2 separate regions of the Sus scrofa genome follow, and region 1 is linked to region 2. Evidence: chromatin contacts called from public Hi-C data. All regions are on one chromosome and are shown on one strand. Each heading gives the region's core, a stretch centred on a gene start, on an enhancer-like site or on the middle of the called end of the contact. The rest is flanking DNA. Distances are from core to core; before and after follow the strand shown.

Region 1 (6,110 bases), core at 2,467-4,966, 96 kb before region 2:
GTAACCTTAGGAAGAGAGATGGGTAGAGAGTTTGCTGTAGGCCCAGATGTTTAAGAGGGGGAAAAAATCTGGATTTTTTTTTTTAATCCAGAAGCAAGAAAGTGCTCATTTCCTCCACTACTCAAGAGTACCTGATAAATGGGAGGTCCCGTCGTGGCTCAGTGGAAACAAATCTGATTAGCATCCAGGAGGAAGGTTCGATCCCTGGCCTCACACTCTTAGGTTAAGGATCTGGCATTGCCATGAGCTGTGGTGTAGGTGGCAGACACAGCTTGGATCTGGCATTGCTGTGGTTCTGGTGTAGGCCAACAGTTACAGCTCCAATTCGACCCCTAGCCTGGGAACGTCCATGTGCCACAGGAACAGCCCTAAAAATGGGAGGAAAAAAAAAAAGTACCTTAAAAATAGAAAGGCTGGAGCCTAAGTTCTCATAATATCAGATTGCACCCAATTCAAAAATCCTCCCATTTTTTTGGCCCTGCCCAAGGCATGCAGAAGTTCCCAAGCCAGGGATGGAACCCGAGCCACAGTAGTGACAACAACGGATCCTTAACCAGCTGAGCCACCAGGGAACTCCCCCAAATCCTCTTTCAACACCCCTGCAGGTGCCCCCACCTATTACTTAGGAGCCCTGACTCGTGTGCCTCCCCAGCCCCAGATTTCTCATTCATGCTATAGTCACAGTGTCTGAAATTCTGCCATCAGCTGTTTCTTTCTTTTAGTTTCCTTTCCTCGGGTCTCTTAAAATTCGAACACGCCTAGGAGTCCTTGCCATCAAATCAAAGTGTTCACGACTTGGATTCCCTTCTGTCCATGAAAGCAAGTCAGGGGAGCTCCCTAGACAACTGTAAAGAAGGGAGATACTGGGGATGAGGGGAACAAGGCCAAGACAAACTCCAGACACTATAGGACCAGTGGACCAGGATGGGTGGGGTATAGTAACATGATGACAACGATGATGGTGTGATAGAAAACAGTGGCCTTTTACATATGCCTACTGGGCACCAAACGCTGTGAACATATTTCCAAAAAGTGGACTGTGTTAATATCCAGTCCCTGGATGACCTTGAATAAGCACTTCATCTGCTCTGAGAAATCACCTTCCGGAGTTCCCATCGTGGCACAGCGGAAACGAGTCCGACTAGAAACCATGAGGTTTTGGGTTCAATCCCTGGCCTCGCTCAGTGGGTTAAAGATCTGGCGTTGCTGTGGCTGTGGTGTAGGCCTGCAACTGTAGCTGCGATTTGACCCCTAGCCTGGGAACTTCCATATTCCTCAGGCGTGGCCCTAAAAAGCAAAAAAAAAAAAAAGGAAGAGAGAAAGAATCTTCTATCCTGAAATCCCAGCTCCTTTCCTTCATCCCTTTTTTCTTCCCTCTAAAACAAGGAGAAATGGATGCAGCTTCACAAGTTAGCAAAATAAAATATATGTTTATACGTCTGCGTGTTCCTGTGTGTGTATAATCAGAAGCAGTTAATTAGACCCATTGTTTAGAGAGATTTCAGACCCTCTTGCAGCAGCTATAAAAAGTAAATGTGACGAGACTCCCATCTGGTGGTTAGAATCAATAATGAAGATGTGAAAGAGGTGAATTCTTTTCATTAATAATTAAAAGATGCATAGAAATCAAACCATCCTCAGGATTAAAGTGGTCCCAGGCCCTAGAGACACCTCAGTTTGGCCAGCTCTCCAAGGCTGCCAGATAATTTGAGTCGAGAGACACTGGTCTGATGAAGACCATAAATCAAGGTGAAGAAGGGATGGTTGGAAGGAGAGCAGCACAGGTTATGTCAAAACAAGACAAGGGCACACCACCACCTTCAACCTTCTCCAGGGACCAGGCGTAAGAAATCTAATGAACACTCACATTTTTTTGTGTGTGTAATTTTGAAAGACTGCTACCTCAGACTTCATGGCATGATAGAAATTTCTAACTTTTGAATAAGTTGCTCTGTAAAGTCTAAGAGGATGAAAACCAAGTTGAACAGTGCCACCTGCTGGTCATTTGGTAATAAAGCAAGCATGACCCAAACTGTTGTCATTCATCTTTGTGGCCCTTATAAGACTCAAAAAGTGCAAGTGACTAACTGGCCAGTTACAGCAGGAATCAGAGATTGTCATCACAGATGCATCCCACATGGGGCCTTGGGCAGTCTTATATCGGGTACCCAACAGTGAGCCCAGTGGTTGGCAGTCAGTCACTGAACGTACAAACAGTTGGAGCAAAAGGTTTTTTGCTGCTTCTCCTTGTATCAAAATCAATCAAAGTTTGGTCAACAAGCAAGTCGATGTCAATATCGGACAACAGTTTGTGCTAGATCTAGTTCTTGGTAATAGAAGTAACAGGATTGGGAGCGCGCCACTGAGACTGTCTGTAAACACAAGAACAACCAGATGAAGATAGGAAAAATAATCAGAGGAGCTAGTGGGAGTCAGGAAACTGAACTTAAAATGGCCTCAAGAATATGAATTAATGATTTTCCATATACTGGGTGAAGTTCGAAAGGTTCCAAAAGGTAGAAGATTTAGGACTAAGAAAGAATTAAACAGAGAAAAATACAGAGGAATGCTTGTACGCATACCAATGCGATCACAAAACTCTGCAAAGGGAAATCAGCACAAAAGTGATGTCAAAAACCAAACCTGGACTGCTGGGAGGTTTGTGCTCACGAGAGAGAGAGGCAAGGACCAGGAAGTCCTCTCTGTTACAGGCAATGTGGGGTTCACAGCAATTAGCCAAAGTTATAGAAAATGAACATGAATTGTGGCAAAAAGGGTATTATTTTGTTTAGAATGAAAGAACTCTGTTTATATTTAAATGCCATCACAGGCTTTGGAGAAAAGCTGTTTATTCCCTTCTTTGTGATCTTTAAAGATAAAATCCTAGAGGCCCTTCCAGCTCTGTAATAGCATGATTTAATCCTTGGTTCTAAACAAAGAAACGCTAATTCAGTGTAGGACATCATCGCTAGAAAAATCTTATATTTAATTGGTAGTTTATGAAGGCGACCTTGGTTAAGAACACTGTTTCCACCGCTTATTAACTAAGTGACCCTAAGCAAGTCATCTGACCTCTCTAAACCTATTTCTGTATATGTAGGATGCCTTTTGAGAGGATTGTCATGATGGTAAAGTGAATTTATGTTTGCAAGCTGTTCGGCACAGTGCCGAGACCACAGCTAGCAGTCAAAACATGGATGCTGTTATTACAGAGGATTTAATGGAAATTAAATTTAAATGAGTCCTAGGACAACACCTGGCCCAGAGTAAGCACTCACTTTTGACAACAACAACAGCAATAAAATATGAATTGCAAATGAAATTCGAAAGCAATACTTTTTTTTTTTTTTTAATCTTCATGCAGGGGGTACCACAACATTTTAGGGAAAAGTGTTCTGCTGATTATGTGCCTTAAAGCCACTGAAACCTCTGCATTTCTGTTTCTTCTCTACAAAATTCGAGTGGAAGTGGATCAGACAGCTACTAATGTGTCTTCTGGTTGGAAGGAAATCCTAGAGAATATCAGAGCTTAGGATACATTATAAATGTATAATATATACTCTATAAAACTAGTGAGAAACTAAGAAATAACTAGTTACTAATAGTATAAGTTAATTAGAATCCTAAAATGTGCTACCTGTATTATAGGGTACTATAAACATAAAAGTCCTTTAATTACTTAAGGACTAAGTAAATAATAAATAATTGCTACATACAGAATTAAAGACAGGCACAGATATTTTAATTTTCACATTTTATACACTTTCCCCCTCATATTTAGAGCAAGAAATTATGTTAAACTTCTTACTTCACATGAATCGCAGATCTTGAGTCTAAATAATCCCACATTCCAAATTTGAGCCCCCCACCAATTAATGCTGCTTTACTGTAATTCAGAGGCCAGCAAACTGTTTCTGCAAAGGGTCAGATAGTTAATACACTTTAGGTGCACTTAATCCTGCTCTTATAGCATAAGAACAGCCGATGTGTAGGTGAATGACCGCAGTCACTTTCCAATAAAACATTATTTATGGACACTGAAATGTGAATTTCATGTCATTTTCAAGCATTGTGAAATTTTACTATTCTTTTTCATTTTTTTTTCAATCATTTTAAAAAAGCATCCTTGGCTATACAAAAACAGGCAGCGTGCAGGATTTAGCCCACAGGCCGTAGTTTGCCAAGCTCTGCTGTAATTATATATTTTGGGAAAGAACACGGTAACGTAGGAAATCCACAACTGGCGGATACCCCTCTGGGATTTTTCACTGGTTGGCCGTTGTCTTGCTGTACTGTCTTTACCGGCCATTCTCCCAAGGGCTTTCATCACAAGCCAGGGACCCCCTTCCCAGTCCCAGCATCCAGGGCAGTAGGTGGACGCACAGCTACGCTAAGTGTGACACCTTGAGGACACAGTGTGAGTGGCAGGCACCATCCTGGAGTTACCAGCAAGGCATGTATGCCTACTGGGAAGAGTGAACCCAGGAAGGCAGAGGGAGGCCAGCCACGCATAAAGAGCCCAAAGTCCGCTACGCGACCTCTCTCCAAAGGAGCTTCCAAAGAGCAGTCTTTGGGGGCATTTTATTCTATTGGAAAAAACAAGAACGACATCCAGAGCCTTCCCAGCTGAGACCTGGGGGCCCAAGACATTGAAGACTTCCCTGATTTGGTTAAGGCTCCTGCCTGCAGCCATTAATACACACCCGGGGGGAGGAGAACCAGGCACAACCCTTCCTCCCTCTCCTCTCAAATGCTCTCAAAGGAGAAAGAAGGAAAAGGTACAGACCAAATTGCTATTGAAAATCATGAGTTGTGCTCTACTCGGGGGAATGGCGAATAGGGGGCTTTGAGAAGCAAAGAAATGTTACAACAGGCCTGAAGCAAATGGGATTACTCACTGCCTGCCGGGTCAGACTCCCCCAGGGCGATTATGCTGCTGTGCTGGGATGAAGTGTTTTGCTCATTTTTGGAAAAGGATTGAAGAGGCCATTCTTTCCATTCCCCTGCCTCCAGAAGTGCTTCCCCGAAACATCTTATCTTGTAAATTATCCAGGGAAGAAGATTCGGCAGCATGCTAGGCTAGAAAGCTTATCCTTCCTTCCATCTAATTCAAAGTTTCTGAGAAAGCAGAGAGAGGGAATGCTCAGAGGGAATGTGCCAGGACTTGCCCTGGGATTCTTGAGAGTCTGTGAGGGGCTCCTCTTCAGGGGTAACAAGCCCTGAGAGTCTCATTTTCCTAATGCTCCTGCACAGATGGTAACAGAAGGGCATGGGCTAAAACGTAGCAGGGGCGACCCAGTGGCAGGCACCCCAACCCAGGCAGGGAACTGGTGACCAGCGAAGAACTTAGCAGTCCTGATCCCCAGGTATGCATGCTGACAGCTCAGAGCCTGTACTTAGAGTAGAGGACCCGCAGTCCAGCCCAGCCTTGTGGCGGTAGGACTGGGGTGCCAGGAAGTGCTCTCTTTGGTGCTCTGAGAGAGGACTGTAGAACATGCCACCCTCTCTGGGGGGGTTTCAGCTCCCTCCCATCCCAGCGGTAGGTGACACTGTGGGACGACTGGTATCCACAGCCATGGGCAGTGCAGTGAGGGGGTCATGTCCGTCCCCCCCCCAACCCCGACAGTTGAGCTCCATAGCAGTTGAGTCTTCAGGGCCAGACATGCAGCTCCTGGACCTCTGCTGCACTCCTAGCCAAGAGCTTACTTGCCCGGGGGGGTGATTCGACTTTGCTTACATCTCCCCTCAGTAATTAACTCCCGTGCCAGGCTCTGCCCCCCTGCGCCCACCAAGCAGTAACCCAGTCCTTGTTGCCTTAACCAGGACTTAGCCAACCAGGTTGGATACTGTTTGCCCCCATCTCAAGCTTGGGGTGAAATGGGGTTTTTAGCCGAAGAGCATGGTTTTAGTAAGACCTTTCCCACCTCCATCTTTTGCTTTACAATGAAAAGCTCTGGAACCTTCTCTGAAGACTTCTGCACAGTCAGGTCCCCGGAGTGACACCGTCACTGGGGCCAATGCAGGGGCCTCTTCCATGGCCTCACAGGAGGTAGTGGTTGGGGTCTCCCAAGCATGCTGCCTAAAGGGCCTGTCCAGCATTGGAGGAGTTA
Region 2 (5,799 bases), core at 1,852-4,351:
TGAAGGGCAAGCCTCTACTAGTCCAGGAAGAAAAAAGTGGGAGGCTGCAAAAGCCACAGAAACTAACCCTACCCAAAGCCAAAACAGAGGAAAGGACTACAACAAAGTTAATCTTTGTATTTCTTCTTACACCTTATCCAAGCATCTAGCACTGTGCCCTTAGGGCCCCACAGCCATTTGGTGGTTAATTGATCTTCCAGTCCCAGGGTGGGGGTGGAGTGAGAGGCCGATAATTTTTAAGTGTAAAATGAAAATCAGAATAGTACAAAAGGGAAGGAAAGGGAGAAAAGAGAGTAAACTAAAAAAGAAAGCTGGTTTTGTTTTGTTTTGTTTTTTTGGCCAGGGCTGCTACTCTTGCCACGAAAGGAAGTTGCCACCTCAGTCCCTTGGGTAATGAGTAGTAAGGACCTGACCAGTTGTCTTTTATTGACTGTCCTACTGAATACCCTAGGAGAGGTCGACACGATTTGTTTGACTTTATTCCCATCCTGATTCTTCTCCAGGTGTTACCTGTGCACCTGCTCTAACACCAGGACTTCAGGCCTTCCTGAGACTTGCTCTGTCGCTCCTGTTTTCCGCCGAGGGTAAGCATTCCACCTTCTTTTTTTCTCCTTCTTCAAATTTCAGCACAAAATTTTCTGGGCCTCTTTCACATCGTTCCGACTTGGATCTCTGAAATGGGAATAATAAAATGATGGTGGAAATAGTGGTAAAACTTATTAGTACTACAATTGCGGTGGCCGTTAGACATACATACTGGAAAAGCAGTTGGAAACTGCAAAAGACTATAAAATTAGACGTTGTTTTTATGGCCTTTATTTTTAAAGTGGGTTTCAGTGGTTAGAAAGAGGGGGTGCTAGGGTGCTGGTCTCTCGGAAAGATTAATGCAAGACGTTACCAAGTGTTTCAAAAGAAATCTCCACTCTACTTCGGGCGGGATGTCAGCTCACCTTGCACAAAGCCCTTTGGAGAGAAGTCTTTCGGTGTAAAAGCTGGAGGCGTGGGAAAACAAAGTATGCGAACCCAGAGCGCCTGAGGCACTGCAGGCCGCACCCCCTCCACCTCTGCGCGGCCGGCGGGCTTGCCTGGAGCGCGCTTGTACCCGCAGCCCTGGCGCCCCTTCTACCCGCCGATCTCCGTCCCGGGCGCTCGCCCGCCCGCCCCGGGACGCTAAGACTTGGGGTCCAGGAATTTTACCACTTTACATGATTTTGCAGTGGACCGAGAGCTCTAGAGCGCCTCCCGGCCGTACCAGTCACTTCGGGGCGCCCCACAGTCTTCCCCGCCGGAAAGCCAGGTTAGTGGTGGTAGAGCCAAAAAAATTCAAGCTTGTGGAAGGAACGGGCATATTTTGGGGGAACGAGATGAATTCCTTCAGTCACTTCAGAACCGCACGTCCCGCCAGGTGGCCCAGGGAGGGAAGTTCTAGAAAAATCCTCGGGCACCAATATGACGCCGGGGGTGCAAAGGCCGCAGGCAACCGGGACACCGGCTGCCTGCAGCGGAAGCGGGCGTGGGAGCCAGCGGGGCTCAGCGTCCTCACCTGTCAAGGCCGCCTCTCCGCAGGCCTCAGTTTCCGTGTGCGAGAAATGGGCCCACTACCAGCTCAGCTCCCTCACCAAGAGAAAGCGCCTGGGGTGTTCCGGTTCAACCCCGCTACAGAAACCACTCGAGAAAACAGGAGTTTCTTTCGGTTTTAGTTCAAAGAAAACAAAAAAAGACAAGAAGCGTGAACCATGCCCAGAAATGTTTGTCAGGGCTAACGGGAAGGCGGCTTTGGACGGGTAGAGGAAAAGCGAATTGGCCAGGGTCTGGGCGGTGTGTATCGGTAAATCAGCACGTGTGCACAGACGCAAAGATGCACGAGCGGTGTCAAAACCCGCGGGTGTCAGGAGGCCGAGTCGCCCACAGTTCAAGCCCCGAACTGGGAGCGGCCTTTTCTGCGGCTGCGCAATACCCGTGTCTCCCCGCTCGCGCCCCGCCCCCGAGCTCGCTCCGCCCCGCCCACTTGCCCTCCCCTTCCCCAGCCCGGCCGCCCGCGCAGAGCATTGTGGGACACAAACAAAGTGCCCCCAAACAGGCTGGAGTGAGCCGAGCGGCAACAGCGGCGGCGCCGTCCCGCACGCGCGCGGCGGCGGCTCCCTCCCAACCTCCCCCTCCCCTCCCCTCACTCCCCTTCCCCTTCCCCACCCCGACCCGCCAGGAAAACGCGAGCCGTCGCCGCGCTCCCCAAACCGCTTGCCCTCGGCCAACCGCCCCCAACGGCCGCTCGCGCGGCTCGCGGGGCCCCCTCGCTCCTCCCCTCAGGCCCTCGGCGCTCTTCCCTCCCGCCGCCTCTCGCCCCCCACCTCGCAGGCACGCCGCTGCTCGGGGCCGCCATGCCCCAGCCGCAGGCCGTCCACGGGCCTAGGCGCGGCGGCCCGAGATAGGGTCCCCTCCGCCTCCCGGGGGAGGAGAGAGGCTGCGAGCCGCGCGCTCCGCCCCCTCCCCCGGGCCGCCGCCGCCGCCGCCACCTCGCCGCCACAGCCTGGAGGGGAGGAGGAGGAGGAGCAGCAGGCCTCCGGGCCCTGGCACCGCCGCCCGCAGGTAACGAAGAGGGAAGGGGAGGGCGGGGGCCGGCCCTTTTTCGCCGCGCGCGCCCGCCGAGGGCTGCCACCGTGCGTCTCCCATCTGGGCGCTGGACGGTAAGGAACCGGGAGAACCCTATCGGGTGCTCTCAATGGTATCTAATCCTTTAGGGAGGAGACTGAACCTGGGCCCTGACGTCCAGGAGAAATTGCCCCGATCTCCCAGGGCGCCCCCAGTGTGCACGCGCGTGTGCCCAGCACCCTAACCCCGAGGAGGCGGGGTGTCAGCGTCCCACCTGGTCGTGCCGGGAGCCCGAGATCCGACTGTTCCCTCCTCTCCCCTGCTTCTTTTTCTGATAGTGGGGAAAAAAAGGGCGACACTTATTTAAAAAACAAAACAAAAAAACCCACGTTTTTTTCTTCCCTACCTGAGGATGGGTCTGCTTCTAGTCATTTTCTGCTGGCCTAGCCGGAAAAGGGTTACCTGCGAGTGACATGACGAGTTACGTTAGCACTGATGAAAGGAAACTGCATGCTTGTGAGTTGTATGATGCTTAACTAGAATTTAGGATAAAGCCCAAAAATTGTGTGCTTTATTGGAACTTATAGAAATGAAGACAAAAACTTCGTTTTTTTAAGAAAACGTATAAGTAGATTATCAGTTGGTCAGGAAGAAAGTCTCTAACTTCCACTTATTTTCTTAATGTTTTATTCGGATAGAGGCTAATACCAAAAGCAGACTTCACAATTTGATAGATACGAATGGTTTGGGTAGGTAGATTTTTTTGCCTAGAGGGTCTCAGTTGGAATTACTGGATTTTAAAAAATATTATATAAATCTTCATTATGCATTTACTTACCCCCGTCACTTCGCTTTAACTGCCAATGGACTTTTAATTTTACCTAATGTATCTTTATCGTGGAATGTGGCGATAATGAAAGGAATGTTTTCCTATAGCCCTGTATTTTAGAATGATAGCATTAAATAGGCAAACCAGGTTTACTTTTTCTGTGCTACACTACTAGGCATTTTACACATGTGATCTGATTTGATTCTTAGAACAACCTAATGACTTAGACATTATTACTTGAGTTTTATAGATGAGACAGAAACTTAAGTAATTTTAAGTAACTTTGCCTTAGGCCACACAACTAGTTAGTAATAGAAGTGAAATTTGTCCCCAGATATAATTCCATTGTAGAAATGTTTTCTACTGTGCCTCTCAGTATAGGAATACTTTTAAAAAACTTAATGTGAAAAATACCAGTCTCTCGGAAATTAAGGGAAAATGTAGTGAATACTCCAATACTTAGATTCAGTGATTAGCATTTTTGTGGTATTGACCCCCCCACCTCTCTTCCCTTTCTGTGTGTCTCTCTAACTATTTGAAAGTAAATTGCAAACACCAAGACACTCCAGTATTTCCCCAAGTGTTTCCCAAAACTATGGACATTCTACTAATCCCTACATAGCATTAACACCTTTCTAAATTAACAGTCCATATGCAAATTTCCATAGTACTCCAAGGTCGTTTTGGGAAATCCCAAGCGGTATTCAGTCAAGATTCCTGAGTTGCATTTGTTAATTACCCACTTAGTTCCTTTTTGAAAAATCCTGTGTCCTCCTCTCCTTTTTTTCCTGATACTTAATTGATGAAACCGGTTGTCTTAGAGAATTCTCCCACTTACATTAGGCTTGTCTGTTTCCTGGTGGGGTCATTTAATTTATTCCTCTCTCCCTCTGAATTTCCTGTTACTGAAAGTTAGGTCTAAAGAAACCTAACTGATTAGCTTGAGGAAAACTTTCTTTGGAAAGATTATTTTATAGATGATGCGGTGTATTTCATGTTACATCATATAGGAGGTATTTAATGTCATTGCTACACTATTACGAATACTAAATGTGGCCACTTGATCAAAGTGGTGACTATCAGATCTATTAAAGTGTGGTTTGCCTGTTTATGATTTGTATGTGATTTGGGGGTAGTACTTTGACACCAAGCAAATAATCCTGTTCCTGCCTACCTTTTGCTCAGTGATTTTGAGCAGCTGTCTTGAATCAGTTGTTTTATTGGAGATGCTCTGGCAGGGAGGTTTCCTTCAGAACTAGAGGTGAACTAAAATGCCTCCTAAAAATGCAGCTAGAGCCTGTTACGATAGATTGGGCTAATAGAGTGATGATAATTGCTAACAGTTGCTGAGCCCTTTCAAAGAGGTAGTACTGTGCTAAACATTTCATGCATTATCTCATTTAAATAACCTATTAACCATTTGTTATTGCTGCTGCTATCTCACTTGGCAAGTAAACTGATACCCAGATTTCAAACTCAGGTGTCTTCAGTGTTTCACTTAACTACTTTGCTACATCTTACAAGTAAATATAATGTGTCATAAAATTGGATATATTTTAACTCAGCATGGGTCAAATTACAGGAAGTACATGATTGATGTTGGTCCTATAGAAATTCCAGTGATTGCATGCCAAGAGCCCCATGTGCTTGTCTACTACACGTGTCCTTTTTAGTTATCAGACCTTGCTTTGGAAATTGCATTTAGATACCATTTTAATAGGCATTTAAAAAGTAGAACATCAAAAATCAAGATGGATGGGAGTTTGGATGGATGTGTAATAAAACAAATATTCTAGAATGTTCGTGGTAGAATCTGGGTATGGTTTTGGGGGCATTCTCCTGTAAAAATTCTTTAAATTTTGTTGTTTCTAAAATTTTTCATAATACACCAAAGGTTTTAAATTTTGAGTAAGTCTTCCTAACTTTGTAAAGGATAAAATTCTTGTTATTGAAAATAGTCATGTATCAAAGACTATTTTTAAAAGGGGTTTCCTTCCCTAGTTAGGGGCTCCTGATTAATTTGGCTTCTTCCAACTGTAATTTTTAATATTTTTATTTATATATATTGAATATATATATATATTTATTTCCCCCCATGGTTTCCTGTTACTTTGTAGACTACTATTAGGCATATCTTTGTATAAGCTATATGGGGTATTTTTACTTTTTTTTTTTTTTTGTCTTTCTGCCTTTTCTCGAGCCGCTCCCGAGGCATATGGAGGTTCCCAGGCTAGGGGTCAAATCAGAGCTGTAGCTGCTGGCCTACACCAGAGCCACAGCAACGTGGGATCCGAGCCGCGTCTGCAGCCTACACCACAGCTCACGGCAACGCCGGATCCTTAACCCACTGAGCAAGGCCAGGGATCGAACCCGCAACCTCA

Evidence for each region. A called contact is a pair of places that touch in the nucleus more often than the background predicts.
Region 1: a contact with region 2 is called in a Hi-C map of embryonic fibroblasts, with 4 times the contacts expected there. The contact joins the promoter of ADAMTS8 here to the promoter of LOC102165987 in region 2. A contact is called at or near these places in 1 of 5 promoter capture datasets (liver) and 2 of 47 Hi-C or Micro-C datasets (embryonic fibroblasts and epiblast stem cells).

Annotation. Positions count from the first base shown.
Region 1 is chr9:57,110,683-57,116,792 of Sscrofa11.1, reverse strand. It overlaps ADAMTS8 (A disintegrin and metalloproteinase with thrombospondin motifs 8), which reads left to right and starts at 3,716. Exons shown (of 9, transcript XM_003130083.4): 1 at 3,716-6,110.
Region 2 is chr9:57,014,083-57,019,881 of Sscrofa11.1, reverse strand. It overlaps LOC102165987 (proline-rich protein 18-like), which reads right to left and starts at 3,101. Exons shown (of 3, transcript XM_021063955.1): 1 at 3,075-3,101; 2 at 2,349-2,677; 3 at 1-672. The coding sequence starts at 3,101. The coding sequence ends at 624. ZBTB44 (zinc finger and BTB domain-containing protein 44) reads left to right here and starts at 1,079. Exons shown (of 6, transcript XM_003130080.5): 1 at 1,079-1,297.